5 separate regions of the Mus musculus genome follow, and regions 2, 3, 4 and 5 are each linked to region 1. The links are chromatin contacts, called in public Hi-C, capture Hi-C and promoter capture Hi-C maps. All regions are on one chromosome and are shown on one strand. The core of a region is the stretch at or near the end of the contact, and the rest is flanking DNA. Distances in the headings are between cores, read along the strand shown. Region 1 holds the start of Ppp1r8 (protein phosphatase 1, regulatory subunit 8). Region 2 holds the start of Kdf1 (keratinocyte differentiation factor 1). Region 3 holds the start of Tent5b (terminal nucleotidyltransferase 5B). Region 4 holds the start of Snhg12 (small nucleolar RNA host gene 12). Region 5 holds the start of Slc9a1 (solute carrier family 9 (sodium/hydrogen exchanger), member 1).

The links. Promoter capture Hi-C pulls out the DNA fragments that hold promoters and counts their contacts. Hi-C and Micro-C count contacts between places; a contact is called where the count stands out from the background. Capture Hi-C pulls out chosen DNA fragments and counts their contacts.
Region 2: a promoter capture Hi-C map of adipose tissue shows a contact between it and region 1. The contact joins the promoter of Kdf1 here to the promoter of Ppp1r8 in region 1. A contact is called at or near these places in 1 of 115 datasets of contacts at active chromatin or transcription factors (embryonic stem cells) and 1 of 9 other capture datasets (adipose tissue).
Region 3: a contact with region 1 is called in a capture Hi-C map of macrophages, with 4 times the contacts expected there. The contact joins the promoter of Tent5b here to the promoter of Ppp1r8 in region 1. A contact is called at or near these places in 5 of 39 promoter capture datasets (hematopoietic stem and progenitor cells, liver, neutrophils and 1 more) and 1 of 9 other capture datasets (macrophages).
Region 4: a contact with region 1 is called in a promoter capture Hi-C map of liver, with 3 times the contacts expected there. The contact joins the promoter of Snhg12 here to the promoter of Ppp1r8 in region 1. A contact is called at or near these places in 4 of 39 promoter capture datasets (hippocampal neurons, liver and pre-B cells), 1 of 115 datasets of contacts at active chromatin or transcription factors (bone marrow-derived macrophages) and 1 of 9 other capture datasets (pancreatic islet).
Region 5: a contact with region 1 is called in a Hi-C map of double positive thymocytes, with 1.6 times the contacts expected there. The contact joins the promoter of Slc9a1 here to the promoter of Ppp1r8 in region 1. A contact is called at or near these places in 3 of 39 promoter capture datasets (liver and pre-B cells), 1 of 484 Hi-C or Micro-C datasets (double positive thymocytes) and 3 of 9 other capture datasets (adipose tissue, liver and pancreatic islet).

What each region holds. Positions count from the first base shown.
Region 1 is chr4:132,841,479-132,844,579 of GRCm38.p6, forward strand. It overlaps Ppp1r8 (protein phosphatase 1, regulatory subunit 8), which reads right to left and starts at 1,691. Exons shown (of 7, transcript NM_146154.3): 1 at 1,579-1,691. The coding sequence starts at 1,634.
Region 2 is chr4:133,517,352-133,520,452 of GRCm38.p6, forward strand. It overlaps Kdf1 (keratinocyte differentiation factor 1), which reads left to right and starts at 1,612. Exons shown (of 4, transcript NM_133707.2): 1 at 1,612-1,701. Gm42323 (predicted gene, 42323) reads right to left here and starts at 2,507. Exons shown (of 3, transcript NM_001378703.1): 1 at 1,749-2,507; 2 at 838-910. The coding sequence starts at 2,458.
Region 3 is chr4:133,478,651-133,481,751 of GRCm38.p6, forward strand. It overlaps Tent5b (terminal nucleotidyltransferase 5B), which reads left to right and starts at 1,483. Exons shown (of 2, transcript NM_175307.6): 1 at 1,483-1,913. The coding sequence starts at 1,650. It overlaps Gm13257 (a long non-coding RNA gene), which reads right to left. Exons shown (of 3, transcript XR_390815.4): 3 at 2,827-3,101.
Region 4 is chr4:132,307,012-132,310,112 of GRCm38.p6, forward strand. Snhg12 (small nucleolar RNA host gene 12) reads left to right here and starts at 1,667. Exons shown (of 5, transcript NR_029468.1): 1 at 1,667-1,896; 2 at 2,827-2,892. Snora16a (small nucleolar RNA, H/ACA box 16A) reads left to right here and starts at 2,454; the gene lies at 2,454-2,589. Snora44 (small nucleolar RNA, H/ACA box 44) reads left to right here and starts at 2,942; the gene lies at 2,942-3,058.
Region 5 is chr4:133,368,293-133,371,393 of GRCm38.p6, forward strand. It overlaps Slc9a1 (solute carrier family 9 (sodium/hydrogen exchanger), member 1), which reads left to right and starts at 1,443. Exons shown (of 12, transcript NM_016981.3): 1 at 1,443-2,615. The coding sequence starts at 2,252. Mir5122 (microRNA 5122) reads left to right here and starts at 1,484; the gene lies at 1,484-1,572.

The DNA.
Region 1 (3,101 bases), core at 441-2,940:
TTCTAGATCATCTAGAATCACATATAGAGATCTTGCCTTAAAACAAATATATGTTAAAATAACCAAATAACAAAAATTGTTTGTTTGGGGGCTGATCAATATCATTCTCATCACAAAATAAACAAAAAAACATTACCCAGATGAACTCTTGGTACCAAATCAGAGATCTGTAATTAGGGAACTAGAGCAAATCAAAACCACGCCCACGAAACCAAGCTCCAAAGGGAGGGAGGTGTGGGGGCACCCTGAACAGGTGTTTGTGAAAAAAAATCTAAGTCATCAGACTGTTTTCTATACCTCGCTTCATCATTCAAGGGGATGGATGCTCAAATGTCAAATCACCTGACACAGTTCCTGGTATACACCAGACCCTGAGGTAATGACAGGTGATCTCAAAGAAAGAGTCTCTTTATATTTGGCTGGCCCAAATTTGAAATAAGTGCAGCCAGGGACCAGTGTGGATAAAGAATTTGTAGGCTGAAGCACATGGATATGTTAAAAGAATAAAGAAATCCAGGAAACAGCCAAGCATTCATTCGCTTCCTGGGCTTGTTCTTTTGAACCTTCCAGGGCCCTTACATTTGCACAGAAGAAACGATATCGAGTCTATCTCATTGAAGATTCAACACAGACATCTCACAGCTCCGCTCCAATCTCTCATGGCAGTGGCTAAAAGGACAGTGCATCGAACAAAAGCCCATTTGCTTCGAGATACAGATTAAAATGAACATTAAAGCCAAAATATTTTGTCTGAATATCCTACCATGTGATTGACTCAGGCCTAGGAGCTGAGCATGATGCAAGGGTTTTTGCCCTTGAAGATCTCAATGTAACAGAAGCCCGAGAGGTAACACGTTAATAACCAGGAAGAGCCGCAACAGCAGAAAGGGCTCTAACCCCGATGCATCCTCGTGCAAAGCAGTTCCTATTCATTCATCTTGCACCCCACTCAACGCGGAAACCATCCTACTACTTCTCTGAACTTCCCAGGGGATGAAAATGCTGTATGCTAACAACTTCTGCTGTCTTTTGTACCGGGTTTCGTGCTGGTCTGGTCAGAGAACAAGGGGGAACAGTCCCGCGCCATCCCTGCCCGCAAGGAGCACCTAGTCCGCTTGGAGGGTGCAGCAGCCACGGAGGGATGCAGCATCAGGTTGGACTGAGGTAGGGAAGCCAGCTCGTGCGCGCTCCAGACCTTCAGCACCCGGGGAAGGTTTGATGCTCCCCGAGAGCATCGGGCACTCAGTGATGAGTTAGGGCAAGTTAGGGGCCAAGGCCTGAAGCACCCCGGTGAGCGGCTGACCTCCCAAGCGCTGTATAAACTGAATACCTTCGAGCCCCCAAAACTCGGGTTTCCGCAGAGCCTGGGCCCCAGCTCCAGGATCCTCCACACGTCGCCCGGCCCCTCACAGCGGACAGTTTTCCCTCAATCATTCCAGGATCTTTCTGAGACGTTCGTTTCATCGCAAAAAAAAAAAAAAAAAAAAAAAGGAAGAGGAAAAAAAAATACAACCTTCTCCTTTCTGTCCGGGTTAACTCACGCCAAGCCGCTCCAGTCCCAGAAACCTCATTACTCACCAAGTCGGGCAGTCGAACAGCGGGAGGCTGGAGCCGGAGTTCACGGCTGCCGCCATCTTGCGTCTCCCCCTCCCATTTGGCGGGTCTGAAGCACGCCGGGAAACTAAGAGCTCGGGAGGGAAGAGGCGGCATCCCAGCAGCCTGTGCGCAGCGCGTGCGTGCGCACGCGCAACGCAAGGACGCTCTCCTGGGAGCGCCTCTGGCGGAGGGCATCAGGGGCTGGGTTTGAAGTCTGCAGTGTTTGCTGGAGAGGCTGGGGGCGGGTGTCTCCTTGGTCACGGGGTCAGGAGTGGTTTGTACCTTGATGCGGCTTTCGCGCTGCGTTTTCCGCCAGAAACCCTAGAGCTCTGCAATCTGCATTAACTCCCAGCTACCCACCCCCTCGGGCTTCATCTAGCGATAAGCAGGTGATGGCTAGAGATAAGAAGTGATGGCTTTTTTTTTCCCCCTTTTTCCAGCCTTCCTTCGAAACACTGCATCTGAAAACAGAATCCTTACTCATTTGTCCTTTCTGATCCCAAGTCTGATGTGTACGGCTCAGTGGTAGTGTGTTCAGCAGGCGCGAATGAGGCCACTGATTCAATTCCCCAAAACCAGTAATTTTCTTAGATCTGGGAGAATCTATAGATTAGGCGACTGTGTCAGAAATCATGTAGTCTGTTTTTGAAAACTTTGGACAAACTGCTGCAAGGCACAGACTCAAAAGGAAAAAAAGCCTCCAATTTTTAGTAACTTAACCAATTCTCAAAAATGTTTAATTCATGGCCCCTTAGGATTTTTCTCTGTGGGTCATAGTGACATAGGAAGCATTAGGGTTACCATCTTCCTCTAAGCCATTAGCTTGCTGGTTGTAATGGTTTTGTCTATTGAGTGCTTATGGGGAAGTATGTATTTCATATGGATCAGTTCACTTGGTATTCCCAAAACTCAAGACAGATTGATTCCAGAAGAGAGGCTCTAGCCTCACCTTACAAGGAGTGGTATTCGAACCTGAGTCTATGTAAAGCCAAAAGCCAGGCTCTACTAGTCCCATATGTTTCTGACAACATACCATTCCTTCGTATGCAGTGGATGGTCCTTTTTTCACTTTTGCAGAAAGATGGGATGATGACTTCACAGTTTTTAAAAGAAACAAATGGTTGGAGGGTGTGGCAGCACATATCTGAAATTCCATCTGCCTTTGCTTCCTGAGATACAGGGTTAAAGGTAGTCAACACTATGCCCTGCTAGACAGTAAAATTAATAATAATAATAATAATAAATTCTCCAGGTTTCAGTAAGCAACAGCAATAGAACATGTCATGGTTTGAATATGCTTGGTCCAGGGAGTGGCACTATTTGGAGGTTTGGACTTGTTGAAATAAGTGTATCATTGTAGGCTTGGGCTTTAAGTCCTGTATCCTGGCTACCTGGAAGTCAGTCTTCCACTAACAGCCTTCAGGTGAAAATGTAGAACTCTCAGCTCCTCCTGCACGATGCCTGCCTGGATGCTGCCATGCTCCAGCCTTGATGATAATGGACTG
Region 2 (3,101 bases), core at 362-2,861, 680 kb after region 1:
GTGCCACTGTACACAAGGTGGCTCATTTTCTGAATTCCAAAGGGGAATATGGTGTACCCCTTGTCCATCCTTGCCCCAGAAGGAAGTGTGATAGACTGTGGGAAGTTCTGCCACTGGGCCTTTGCTGGGAACTTGCCACAGGGATCTCTCCCAAACCTGTCATTTCCATGTGTGACCTTCTTTGTCCTCCCCAGTTGACAGAGGTACCTTTTAAAATTGTTTGTTTGTTTACTTATTTATTTACTTATTTATTTATTTATTGGTTTTTTTTGAGACAGGGTTTCTCTGTGTATCCCTGGCTGTCCTGGAACTCACTTTGTAGACCAGGCTGGCCTCAAACTCAGAAATCTGCCTGCCTCTGCCTCCCAAGTGCTGGGATTAAAGGTGTGTGCCACCATGCCCCTCATGGTTTTTTTTGTTTGTTTGTTTGTTTTTTTGAGATGGGGTCTCTCTACATAGTCCTGCCAATCCTGGAACTCACTCTGTAGACCAGGCTGGCCTGGAACTCACAGAGGTCCACCTTACTGCCTCCAAAGAGCTGGGATTAAAGGCATGTGCCACCACATCTGGCTAGAGAGGTCTATATCTACAGAGGGGACACTGGAAAATGGAAAGTGACTTGCTCCCATGTCAAACAGTTCAAAAAGAGCAAGAAAGACATCAGGGACTATGTTGGCTGTGGAGGCGCATGCCTGTGATCCCAGCACTCCATAGATAAGAGGAGCAAGTCTTCAAGGGCAGCCTTGGCTACATAGGGAGCTAGAGGCCAGCCTGGGGTACATGAGACTTTGTCTCAGAAAACTTGAACAATCTACGGCTGCACCCCTGGGAACATACCTGATCTAGGCTGATCTTGACTCGAAGCAGGACAGGATATGGCTGGTCTTCCCAGGATCTTGTATTGGAAGACCTAGGTAAGAGGAGCTGAAGAGAGAGTTCTGCCTCAGAGAGCACTGGCTGCTCTTCAAAGTTCCAAGGTCCCCAGTTCGACTCTCAAGTGCTCACATAACAGCTCACAACCCTCTGTAACTCCAGTTCCAGGGCATCCCATGCCCTCCTCTGCTCCCTTACCTGTGGGCACAAGGCACGCAAGTGGTGCATGGATGTACAAGCAGGCAAGACATTCATACATATAAAAACATTTAATGTAAAAAAAGAGAAACCTAAATAAGTGAATATGTAGACAGACAGATAGATAGACAAGAGATCATTGCCTAGCTATTCAAACAGTGAAGAATATTTACTAAGCAGTTGGTATGTGCCAGGCGCTGTACTAGGGAAACAAGACCAGACCTTACCCTCAAGGTCAGAGGCTAAAAGGAGGAGACAAAAGACAGGAAAGCAACAGTCTGCTGGGAACTATAATAAAGAGTCCAGAGAACTGTTCCACATGACAGAGCTAGGGACTCAGGGGCCCGGACGGCTTCCCAGGAGGCATGCATGCCCTTTAAGTAGGAGCTTTGCGGCCCGGTAGGCGCCCCATGGGCTCTCCGATACTTCCAGGACACTGGACTATAGAGCAGAGAGGGGACCTAAGCACTGTTGCCCGATGATGGCCCCTCTCAGGGCCTCACTCTCCTGGCTGGGCCGGAGCTGGGCGGGGCCTCGGCCAGGTGCGCGGCGGCGCTCGGCGGAGGCAGGAAGTGTGTCCCCAGCGGCGCCCCGTGCCGCGCTCCCGCGAGACGCTTACCTGCGACCCAGGTGAGTGCCGAGGGGGGCGGGGGAAGGGCCGAGCGGAGGCGGCTCACCTGGCTGGGCAGGTAAGGCCGGCGCGGGTCCGCGGGGGCGCGGGGCGGTGCAGCCCCGGGTGGGTGACCCTGGAGGCCGCGCCTGGACGGCGGCGGGGCGCGGGCCCTGCTCCTCGGGCCCCGACGTCCACTTCCGGGGTGCGCGGGGCCCGGCCGGAGCGGCCCGAACGGGCGCAGGGCTGGGCTGGGCTGGGCGGGCCGAGAGGCCCCTGGGGTGCTAGGACCCAGCACCGTGCGTGGAACAGCGTCGGGAGTCGCGGGCCACGGCGCTGGTGGCAAGCGAGGCGGTGCGCGCCCCGACGGCAACGCGAGCCCTGCCGCCTGGACGCGCGCGGCTCCTGCTTGCAGATGAGACAGTGGCTGGGGCTGTGCCAGGGGGGTGCACAGTACCCTGCGCCCGAGCTGAGCAGAGCTGAGCGCGGCTCGCTGACCATACGTTTGCCTGGACAGAGGCTGCTGCAGCCGGCTCGTCCTGGGGACACAGGGAGGAGGGCCCATGGAGAGCCCCCGAGTCTGTCTGTCTGTCCGTCTGTCTCTGTGTTTTGTGGGGACTGTCGGAAAGGCGAAGGCAGTGAGAAATCAGAGAATCCTGGGGCCATCAGACCTTGAGGCATCCTTGCGATGCCTTCGAACGCTGCCAAGTTAGAGAATGCCAAGAGTGTGTCTTCCCAGGCTTTTGCTAAACACGGAGCTCCACCCCCAACCCCCATACCTCCGTAGAGGGTTAGAAGGACATTAATCTCTCCTCTTTTGAGAGATGAGGTTTTCCATTTTTATTTTACGTCACATTGGTTTATTATTTACTTATATTTAAGTTAATTTAATATATATTTTGTTTTGCTTTTTGAGATAGGGTCTCATATGGCCCAGGCTAGGCCCAATATTCAGCCAAGGATGACTCTGAAGTCCTCATCATCTCATCGTGTCTTGTGCTGGAATTACAGACGTGGGCCACCTCACTACTCTAAGATGAACCTATTTAAAGATGAGGAAGCTGGGTCCAAGACTCTTGTCCCAGGCCAAAATTGAGGCAAAAATTGGTCCCACTAAATTAAGTGAGCAGTGTCACTGGGTTGTCAGGAGGGATGGACCAGGGACAATCGTGGGAAAAGGAAGGTGTAGATGGATGGTTTGAAGGGACGCTCATGCAAGGCACTATTCATACCACAAACAGGAAGGCTGACTGCTTGGTTGTTTAAGTTTCAGACAGGGTCTCTCTCTTGGGTAGCCCAGGCTGATCTTGAACTCAAAGAATCTGCCTGGCTCAGCCTTTCTAGTTCTGAAATTACCTGAGGGAGCCACCAAGAGCAGAGTACCTGGGGTGAAGAGCCTGGCCTGCCCCGCAGCAAATCT
Region 3 (3,101 bases), core at 233-2,732, 640 kb after region 1:
GTAACATGACTTAGTGCATAGTAGAGGTTTAAGAGAAGGTAAGTTTCCTTCTCCCCTCCCCCACGTCTCCTGGAGGCTCAGAGGGAGAATGTGTCAGGGGCTATGCTGTGGCTTTGTGGTGGCTTGTGTTGGTTTGGGGGCTTGGGGATTAGACCCAGGATCTTGCACTAGGCAAGCATTCCGAGCCACTGAGCCAAATCCATGTGCAGGAGAGTATTATGCCTGGACCTCAAACGCTTTCATCAGTAGCCTCGGGGATCTAGAGTTCAGAGACAACTCAGTCAAAGATCTCATTTTTATTTCCCTCGTTTTGTGGCACCAGAGGTTGAAGCCTGGGTCTCCGGCACACTAGGCGAGCAATTGGTCAGCGCTTTATATCTCCAGCCTGTTGATGTTGTTGTTGACAGGGTCTCACTGTATATCCCCGGCTGACCCAGAACTCAACAGGCAGACAAGGATAACTGAACGTCTTATCCTCCTGCCCACACCACTGGAATGCTGGGGTTACACATCTGGTGGAACACACGGGGCCTCCTCCAGGGGTTTTTAGAGTGGCCTGAGGCTGGGGCCGGCTTTCAGAAAGAAGAAATGTGTGTTCTGGTTTGAGGCAGGTCAAGCTGTGCCCTGACAGAAACTGGGGTATAGTAGCTGTTTCTAAGTCCTGGATTCTTCTTCCCTGTCTTTTAATCCTTAGTCTGCCTTTTAGGAAAATGGAAGGCTACAGAATTTGCTATATTATTATTACGAGAATGACAAGAAAAAAATACTGCGGCGATGAACAGGGCGATTCGATTTCGATTCTCCCTCCTGCCCATGACACATATATTTAAAATCTGAAAAGGAGGAGGGGATAAGATTCAAAAGTAGCAATAAGCCTCGGCCTCTATGATCTGTAGAGAGAAAGAGAAAAAAAATAGTAATATCCATCCCAGAAAAACCCTGGGTGGGCCCAGATGGAGCAAAGAGCTACATAGATCTTTAAACCTCCATCAGGACCATAACTGACACTCACATGCTACATGATGATGGGTAATAACGCCCTCTCTCTAAGCAGATTTCACCTCACCTAAGATGGAACAGGTACGCCAGGCATGCGGTAATTCGAAGGGCCAATCAAAGGAATAAATTAGAAAGCGGCCGGGCCGCCTTGTCAACACGGCAACATTACTCTACACAGACCTCCCTCGACTTCTGCCGCTGGAGGGCGCTGTCCCTCTAAGTCCCGGCAGGCTCGGGCCAATCGCAAGCAGCAGCTTCTTTAAAGACCAAAGGAGGGAATTCGGTCCGAGAGAGGGGGCGGGGAAGGGGCGTGCCTTTCAGCCAATCAGAAACTCCTGAGAGCCAGCGATTCCCTTGCAAAACTGTGTTGGCCCGTGATAGGGGGAGGGACAAGAGGAGGGCATCTCCTGCTGTGTGACAGCTGTGCTGACCAATGGGCGTGCGGCCCGCGGCCTATAAGTGTCAGCTGGGCCCGAGCCGCCTGGCTCTAAGATCTGTTAGTCCTCCCTGCCGTCGGGGGTGTTCCCTGGGTTTGCCTCGCCGCCGCCGGGTCCCCGCACCCCGCCTTGGCCCGTGCACAGCCACTCTCCCTGCCCTCCTCGCCTTCACCATTCCCGGGTTTCTGCCGTCCAGGCACCGGGGCCGGGTGAATGATGCCGTCGGAGAGTGGAGCTGAGAGCCTGGAGCAGCCAGCTGCGCAGGTGGGGACCGGTGCAGCCTCGGCAGTGGCCACGGCTGGGGCGGCCGGCGGCGGCCCGGACCCGGAGGCCTCCTCGGCCTCCCTGGGACGGCACCAGAGTCGGCTGAGCTGGCCACAGGTGAAGCGGCTGGACGCGCTGCTGAAAGAGCCGATCCCCATTCACGGACGAGGCAACTTCCCCACGCTGAGCGTGCAGCCCCAGCAGATCGTGCAGGTGAGGGGGACCCTGGCAGGGTCGGGGGTGGGGTGGTGCTCTGCTGCAAGGTACCTGGAGTCTATGACTGGCCGGGAAGCTAGGGAAACTAAGAAACAGGAACCCGACTACTAGTTCAGCTCTTCCTGCACCCTGCTGAGCTTGCCTGCTTGCCGTTCTGGGGACCTCTTATTCCCTTGGGAACCACTCACCAAGACCCTGGCTGGGAAATGGGGTGGAGATGGAGGAGGCACTAGATGGGACATCGCCCTGGCAGTCGCCAGTGAGGAGGGTGTGTACCTGGTTCCAGAATAGCTTTTCTTCTTCTACCTCACATCCTTGGACCTCCTGCACCCTCAGGGTTCTAGGGCACTCTGCCCTTGTGTTCCCACAACCCTTAGCTCAAGAAGCCTTGGCTAGGTGAAACAGCCCAGAAATTCCTGGGAAAGCTCCCAACCTCCCACGTGTTGCGGCCAGACCGGAGACCTCACCCCTTTGAAGATAGCATCAAATTTCCATTTTAGGGGTTCCTTCTCCCTTAAGGCTAGAATGAAGGCCGGCCCAAGGTTCAGACCCCAAAACACTATCTCCCTCCTGAGGATCAGATTCTGGCAGCTGCCCCCCTCCCCCATCAAACTACAGCTCTTTTAACCTAACCCTGCAAGACCCCAAACTTGCTCTTTCTGCATACAGCCCGAGCACTGTGGAATTCTGAAATACCAGAGGATGCCCGTTCTTATACCCCATTCTAACTGAGGCCTCGGGTGGGAGGGTGAGCTACCTACCAAAGGCTATCCAGTGAGGTGGAGGTCAGGTTCAGGGAGGGAGTCCTGGAGCTCCCCAGGAACAGATGGTATCTGATCAACAGTTCCTCTCCCCCCCCATCCCCATCCCACCCCACTCCCCAGATTCCCAAACTCAACATCTAGTCCTGAAGTCCCTGTATAATGAAACCCAGAAAAGTTAGCTAGTGCTAGTTCCTGTGTGTTCCTGTCAATCATGGTCTTTCCACACAAGCCAGGTAAAGCTGGGCTTTATCATTCCCCACCCCCTTACTACAGCCTTCCACAGAGAGGGAGGGTGGCTGTTGGGGGACGGTCAGTCTTGCCCTCCCTCCCTAGGAACGGGGAATGAGGTGGAGGGTGTGGGGATGGATTCTCGAGGGCTGACTCACTGGCTGTCCCAGTGGGGCTGGCTATGGCATTCCAT
Region 4 (3,101 bases), core at 417-2,916, 530 kb before region 1:
CCTGTCTCAAAAAAACAAGCTCCCTAAACTACCACTCCCAGCTTGCTGGGGGAGGGGAGAAGGGGTGGTAGGATCCAAATTGTGGTCTTCATGTTTGCACAGCAAATGCTTTTAACCTCTGAGGCACCTCTCCAGCCTGAAACCTATTTTTTCTTAAATTAAAAAAAAAAAAAAAGATTTATTTATTTATTTATTTATTTATTTATTTATTTTATGAGTACATTGTAGTTGTCTTTAGACACATTGCAGATGGTTGTGAGGCACCATGTGGTTGCTGGGAACTGAACTCAGGACCTTTGTAAGAGCAGTCAGTGCTCTTAACTGCTGAGCCATCTCTCCTGCCTGGAAACCTATTTTTTCAGGTGTATGTAGGAGCTAAGGGGAATAGCTTGGGAGCAGCATGTGGTAAGTCCAGTGACACCCTTCCTAACATTGGGGAAGGAAAGAAATTGGACCTGGAAGGATGCTTGTAATTCCAGCTACTTGAGAGGCTGAGGTCTGCCTGGACAAACTAGTGAGATGCTGTGTAAAATAAAAACAAAAAATAAAAAAAAAAAGAAAATGTTACCGGGTGTGGTGGTGCATGGCTTTAATCCCAGCACCCGGGAGGCAGAGGCAGGAGGATTTCTGAGTTTGAGGCCAGCCTGGCCTACAAAGTGAGTTCCAGGACAGCTAGAGCTCTACAGAGAAACCCTGTGTTGTAAAACCAAAACCAAACCAAAACAAAACAAAAAAAGAAAAGAAAATGTCACCTCTCTACTTTAAACTGTAGACGTGATACAACCTGCTAGCCATCCCCCCGGACCCCCGACCGTGACTTTCCTGTCATGAAGGACTGCAATCTGGAATTATAAGCCAAATAAACTATATTCCCCTATCAAAGAAAATAAAATAGAAAAAAAAAAAAAAAAGGTGGGCTGGAGAGATGGCTCAGCAGTTAAGAGCACTGGCTGCTTTTCCAAAGGTCCTGAGTTCAAATCCCAGCAACCACATGGTGGCTCATAACCACCTGTAATTGGATCTAATGCCCTCTTCTGGTGTGTCTGAAGACAGTGACAGTGTACTCATATATACATCAAATAAATAAATAAATCTTTGAAAAGAAAAGAAAAAAAGAAGAACAAAATTTTGGTTTTTTGAGACAGGGTTTCTCTGGGTAGCCCTGGCTGTCCTGGACCTCACTTTGTAGAACAGGCTGGCCTCGAACTCAGAAATCTGCCTGCCTCTGCCTCCCGAGTGTTGGGATTAAATGCGTGCGCCCCCACGCCTGGCTTCTGAGGGTCATTCTTTAAGAAGATCTGCCAGCATGCTGTTACCCTCTAGGCCATCCCGGGATGCTCCGGGGGAAAACTCCATTTTTTTTTTTCTTCTCTTTTTTTAATTTGCAAAATCTCTTTATTAAGCACATCCAAATGTGGAAAACCCTTTCTAAGATCGGTGTAATTCAAAGTCGCCCGGGAACTTAATCCATAGTGATGGCAGTTGGTCAGAGATTTGAGTTGAGCGCTCTGGCCTGGGTCGAAACCACTATCAGGGCCAGACAAGGAGCAGGAACCCGGCTTTGCTAAGAACTACATTTCCCAGAGGCGCCGTGCGTCAGGTGGATGACGCAGACTCAGTAGAGGGCGCGAGAGTATATAATCCTGGTGCAGGCCGTTCTCAGTCCTTTCTCGCTTCATCCGCGGTCCCTGTCTGTTTTCGTTATGGCGCCTTGTACTTCTACCCAACGTTGCCCGCCCCCCATCTTCCCAGCCCACCAGCTCCGTCCGCCTCTCCGGATGATTCGTGAGATACCGAGCCTGCCGGGAAGGGACCGGATTTTTCCGTCTGGTCCAAGGAAGCACGGGTTATGGCCACATGCGCAGTGATAACTCAGGGCCCCACGCCTTTTGACCCGTGAGTGTTGTAGGCTTGGGGGTGACGGGATCTGGTAAGAGCATTTGTGCCTTTACTGGATTACGTGCTTGGGTGCAGTAACCTTATTAGGATGACGCCAATGGAAGGGCCTGTGACCATTACCTCCGAGCGACCTTTTTGTGATTAACCTCGCTCCTATGTTGGGTGGAATTTGGGTCCTACCACGTGCTAGGCGATCGCTATGTCAACCATAGTATTAAAGCCTTAAAAAAAAAAAAGTCAGGATAATGGGCCCTACAGAGTTGGGCAAGGATTATACAACCTCGGCTTTCTCGCTTTCTGATTGCAAAAAGCCGCCATTTTATTCAGCTAAACCTGATGTCCACAGCGCGTTAAAAAGCGTTTGTAGGCGGTAGGGTCATTAATTTGAGACTGCTTTGGGTTATAGTCAGGAACCTATCCCAATGTCTAAAGCTTCACGTATTGAACTAGGAGCCATCGGAGCCCACAGGATTGCCTTTTCAGGCGTCTCTCTAGTAGGCAGTGGTGAGGCATGTGGCTTGTGGGTTTGAGGTCTAGCAATTGCTATCGCTGTCTGTGGCCCTTATCGAAGCTGCAGCAGCTTCTACATAGCTGCTGTGGTCAAAAAGGTGGCCCAGAGAAAGAATTTTCCTTGACGGTCGCAGTTCTGTTTCCTGTAACTGATCTGCAACATTGTGGAAAATGACAGCTTCACCTTACTATTTCTCTGGAGTATGTAGCAATCTTTAGGCTTTTATTCCTGGGGGGGGTGGGAGGGGATAGGAGGTAGACCGGTGAGTGAGCTCAATCTGATTTACAATTCAGGCCTGTATTGATCATCTATTGGTAAATAAACAATGCCTTGGTCACTGTCACAGTCCCTATAAGGTAATGACTGGGAATATGGAACAAGATTATTGTGGCTAATTCTGTTGCCATTCATCTTAGCTGTTGATGAAGATTGTGAGGAGGGAGACCAGAAGATAATGGACAACGATACAGCAGAAGGGTCTGGTAAGCTCCGTTTAGTTGCACTACCCGGGGAGACCTGAGGCATGTTTCCAAGGGCTGTGGCTGCCTGTAGCCATGGGATCTCCAACTGCATGCCAGAGTAATGGAGAGACTTTGACAGCTCAGGTCAGCACAGTGCCTGCAGCTGCCACTCATCTTTCCTATATATGTATATCAGGCCTCAAGTTGAGCGCCCTCTACCTGTGAGGCTA
Region 5 (3,101 bases), core at 193-2,692, 530 kb after region 1:
CACCTTGGATTTCTCGGCTTTAATTAACCTTTCCATGAAACAGGATGGCATTTGAAATGATTTAAAAACTTCTCAGTCTGGGCTCAGCGGTGGTGTGCTTACCTAGCACGCACAGGGTTCTGTGTTCAGATCCTACTTCTGAGGGGGGGGGGAAGAGTTCTCATGATTGCACCATGTAGACACAATGTCTCGACCTTTCTGAACTCTAATCAATATCATTCATTCAAATTCCAGTTCCGGCTGTGTGTGGTGGTGCATACCAGTAATCCCACTTGAGAGGGAGAGGCAGGAGGATTGCCAAAAATTAGAAGCCAGCTGGGCTACATTGTAAGAATGTAGCCTTTCGCACAAAACAGAACATGCCCCTTCTGGAAGCTGTTTTCTGTCTGCAGATAATAAAAATCCTTCTTTTCTCTTTAAACCAGACAGACAGACAGACAGATAGACAGACAGACAAAAACAATACCCAGCCTCTTACTTTTTGGTTGTTTCACTACTGTTATGAGTTGAAACACGCCCTTTCAAAAGAAGCTGAAGTCCTACCCCTGCCCACCCCTCAGTGCCCGAGAATGTGGCTTTATTTAGATGAGGGGTTTTGTTGTTGTTGTTGTTGTTTTAAATCTCTTTGAGACAGGGTCTCCCTACTGACCTCAGCCTGGTCTAGAACTCACTTTGTTACACAAGCTGACGTTGAGTTAAAAATTCCTCTTTCTTTAGTTTCCCAAATGCTGGAATTACAGTTTCCCACCGTTCGTGGCTCAGATTGGGTTTTTGAAGTTGATCAAGGTAAGGTACGCCATTAGGGCCAATTCCTAATTCAATTTGCTTGGAGTCCTTTTAAAGGGGGAAATTTGGACCTAAAGACGGATACAGGGAGGCTGGGGTTATGCCGCCACAGTCAAGGGAAGCCAATACATTGCCATCAAAGCACCTGTGGCTGGGATGCAGGAACGGATTTCAGCTCACACGGTCCTCAGCACAGGTCAATGCTTGGGAACATACAGAGTGCAGATTTCTAGCCCATTTCATTCATTCATTTAACTTTATTTTGTGACACTGGGCATAGGAACCAATGGTAGACAAGCACTCTACCTCTGAACCACGATCCCATCCCTTTCATTCTAAACATTTCTCATAGATCACCTCATTTAACCATCTTGTTATCCTTTTGTTATAGCTATCCATCTCCACCTTACAGTTGAGAAAGCTGTGAAACAGAGAGGCTAAATAACTTGTTCAAAGTCACATGCTAACAAGAAAACACTTTGTAGATAGTACAGTATGTCACTCGTGTTAGATTGTACTTTTTTTTTTTTTTTTTTTTTTCCAATTTAGGTCTCGGCTTCCTCTTCTTACGTGACACTTCCTTCCCTGGGCGACAGGGGCCGCTGCACCGCGCGGGCGCTGACAGGTCTCTCTAGCTTGCTGCGCCTGCTACTCGTTGGTGCCTATAAATGGCTGCGCTGTGCTCAGCGAGGCATCAGTCCGCTACCGCGGGACCCGGGGCTGTGTCAGGTCTGGAAGTGGAGCTGGAGCTGACCGAAGGAGCTGCCGCTGGGCCGGGGTGGAACACAGCTCTGCACCGGGGTCTTAAGGAGGGGTGTGTTGCTGCTGGCTCACTGCGAGCCGCCTCCAGCCTGCGCCGAGGCACCTTCCCGCCAGGCCGTCTGCCTCTGTCTTCCGCCTCCCTCCATTTCCCCGGAATCTCAGCCCGGCGCGGCTGGACCCTGGCTCTCCTGTGGGTGGGAAAGCCCCAGCCTTTTTCCTGCTATACTCCTTTATCCCAGGCTGGCCTTCCAGCCTTCTCTCGCCTTTCCCTGCGGAGTGGGTCTCACCCTTTTCCGTCTTTAGCCCAGGCTCCTTACCCCTCCCCTTTAGCCGAGTTCCAGCACCCTGGTGATTTTCCTTAGCCAAAGGTCCTATCCTTCTTCCTCCTTTCCCTTGCCCGTGGTCCAGCCTATCCGGCCCTTCCCCTCTCTTCAGGACGCAGTTTCCCCGATTTCCTTCTCTCAGCCTGAAGTTCTAGATCCTTTCGGTTTCCTCCTTAGTCCCTCCAAGGTACTTAACCCCTTTTTGCAGTTTGGACTTTGAGATTGTGAATCTCTAGAAAACGAAAATACTTCTCTAAAACATGAACTTTTCCTAGAGATTGCCCCAGTCTCACCCCATCTGCAGGACTCCTTGCTACCTATGTCCCAGGTCTTACACGCACTTCGCTAAGGGCTGAGGCCTCCTAGGCTGGGGGATCAGTATGATGCTTCGGTGGTCCGGCGTCTGGGGATTTCATCCACCTCGGATCTTCCCCTCCTTGCTGGTGGTGGTTGCCTTGGTGGGACTGCTACCTGTTCTCAGGAGCCACGGCCTCCAGCACAGCCCTACTGCCAGCACCATCAGAGGTTCTGAACCACCCCGGGAACGCTCAATTGGGGATGTCACCACGGCACCATCAGAGCCTCTCCATCGCCCAGATGACCACAATTTGACCAACTTAATCATTGAACATGGCGGTAAGCCATCTCGGAAGGCCTTCCCAGTCCTGGACATTGACTACCCTCACGTGCGCACACCCTTTGAGATCTCCCTCTGGATTCTCCTGGCCTGCCTCATGAAGATAGGTAAGTGCATGATGGTGCTGTTGCTGCCACCACCAGATAGGTGAGCTTCTTGCCCCACTTGTTACCAGGTTCTGCTTCTCAGGCTCTGAATGAACCACTTCTGCAACGCGGGCGGGCAGCCTCTCCCTCCTTTTTGTTGGTCCTTAAACTCCAGCTCTGGCCTGTGAGCTGGCATTATGTAGCAGGAGGGAGGGTCAGGAGCGTGCACGAGATGGGATGCTTCTGATATTGGTTTCAGAAAAGCTGCCAAGGCTTGGCTGGTCTCCTACAGCTGGGATGGGACCTAGAGAGGAGGCAGGTGCTTAGCTATGTGTAAGACAGGAATATCCTTTAGCAAGTGGCCCTTTCTGTCCTGTCAACAGGAATCAGTACGGATTTATTACATTCTTTGTGAAAGGGTGTTTTAGGACTTGGCCTGTCTAAGGATTTTGCGTAGAGTAAGGAACTAGGTACAAGGCACTTAGGTGTGTGGTAGAACACAGGGAT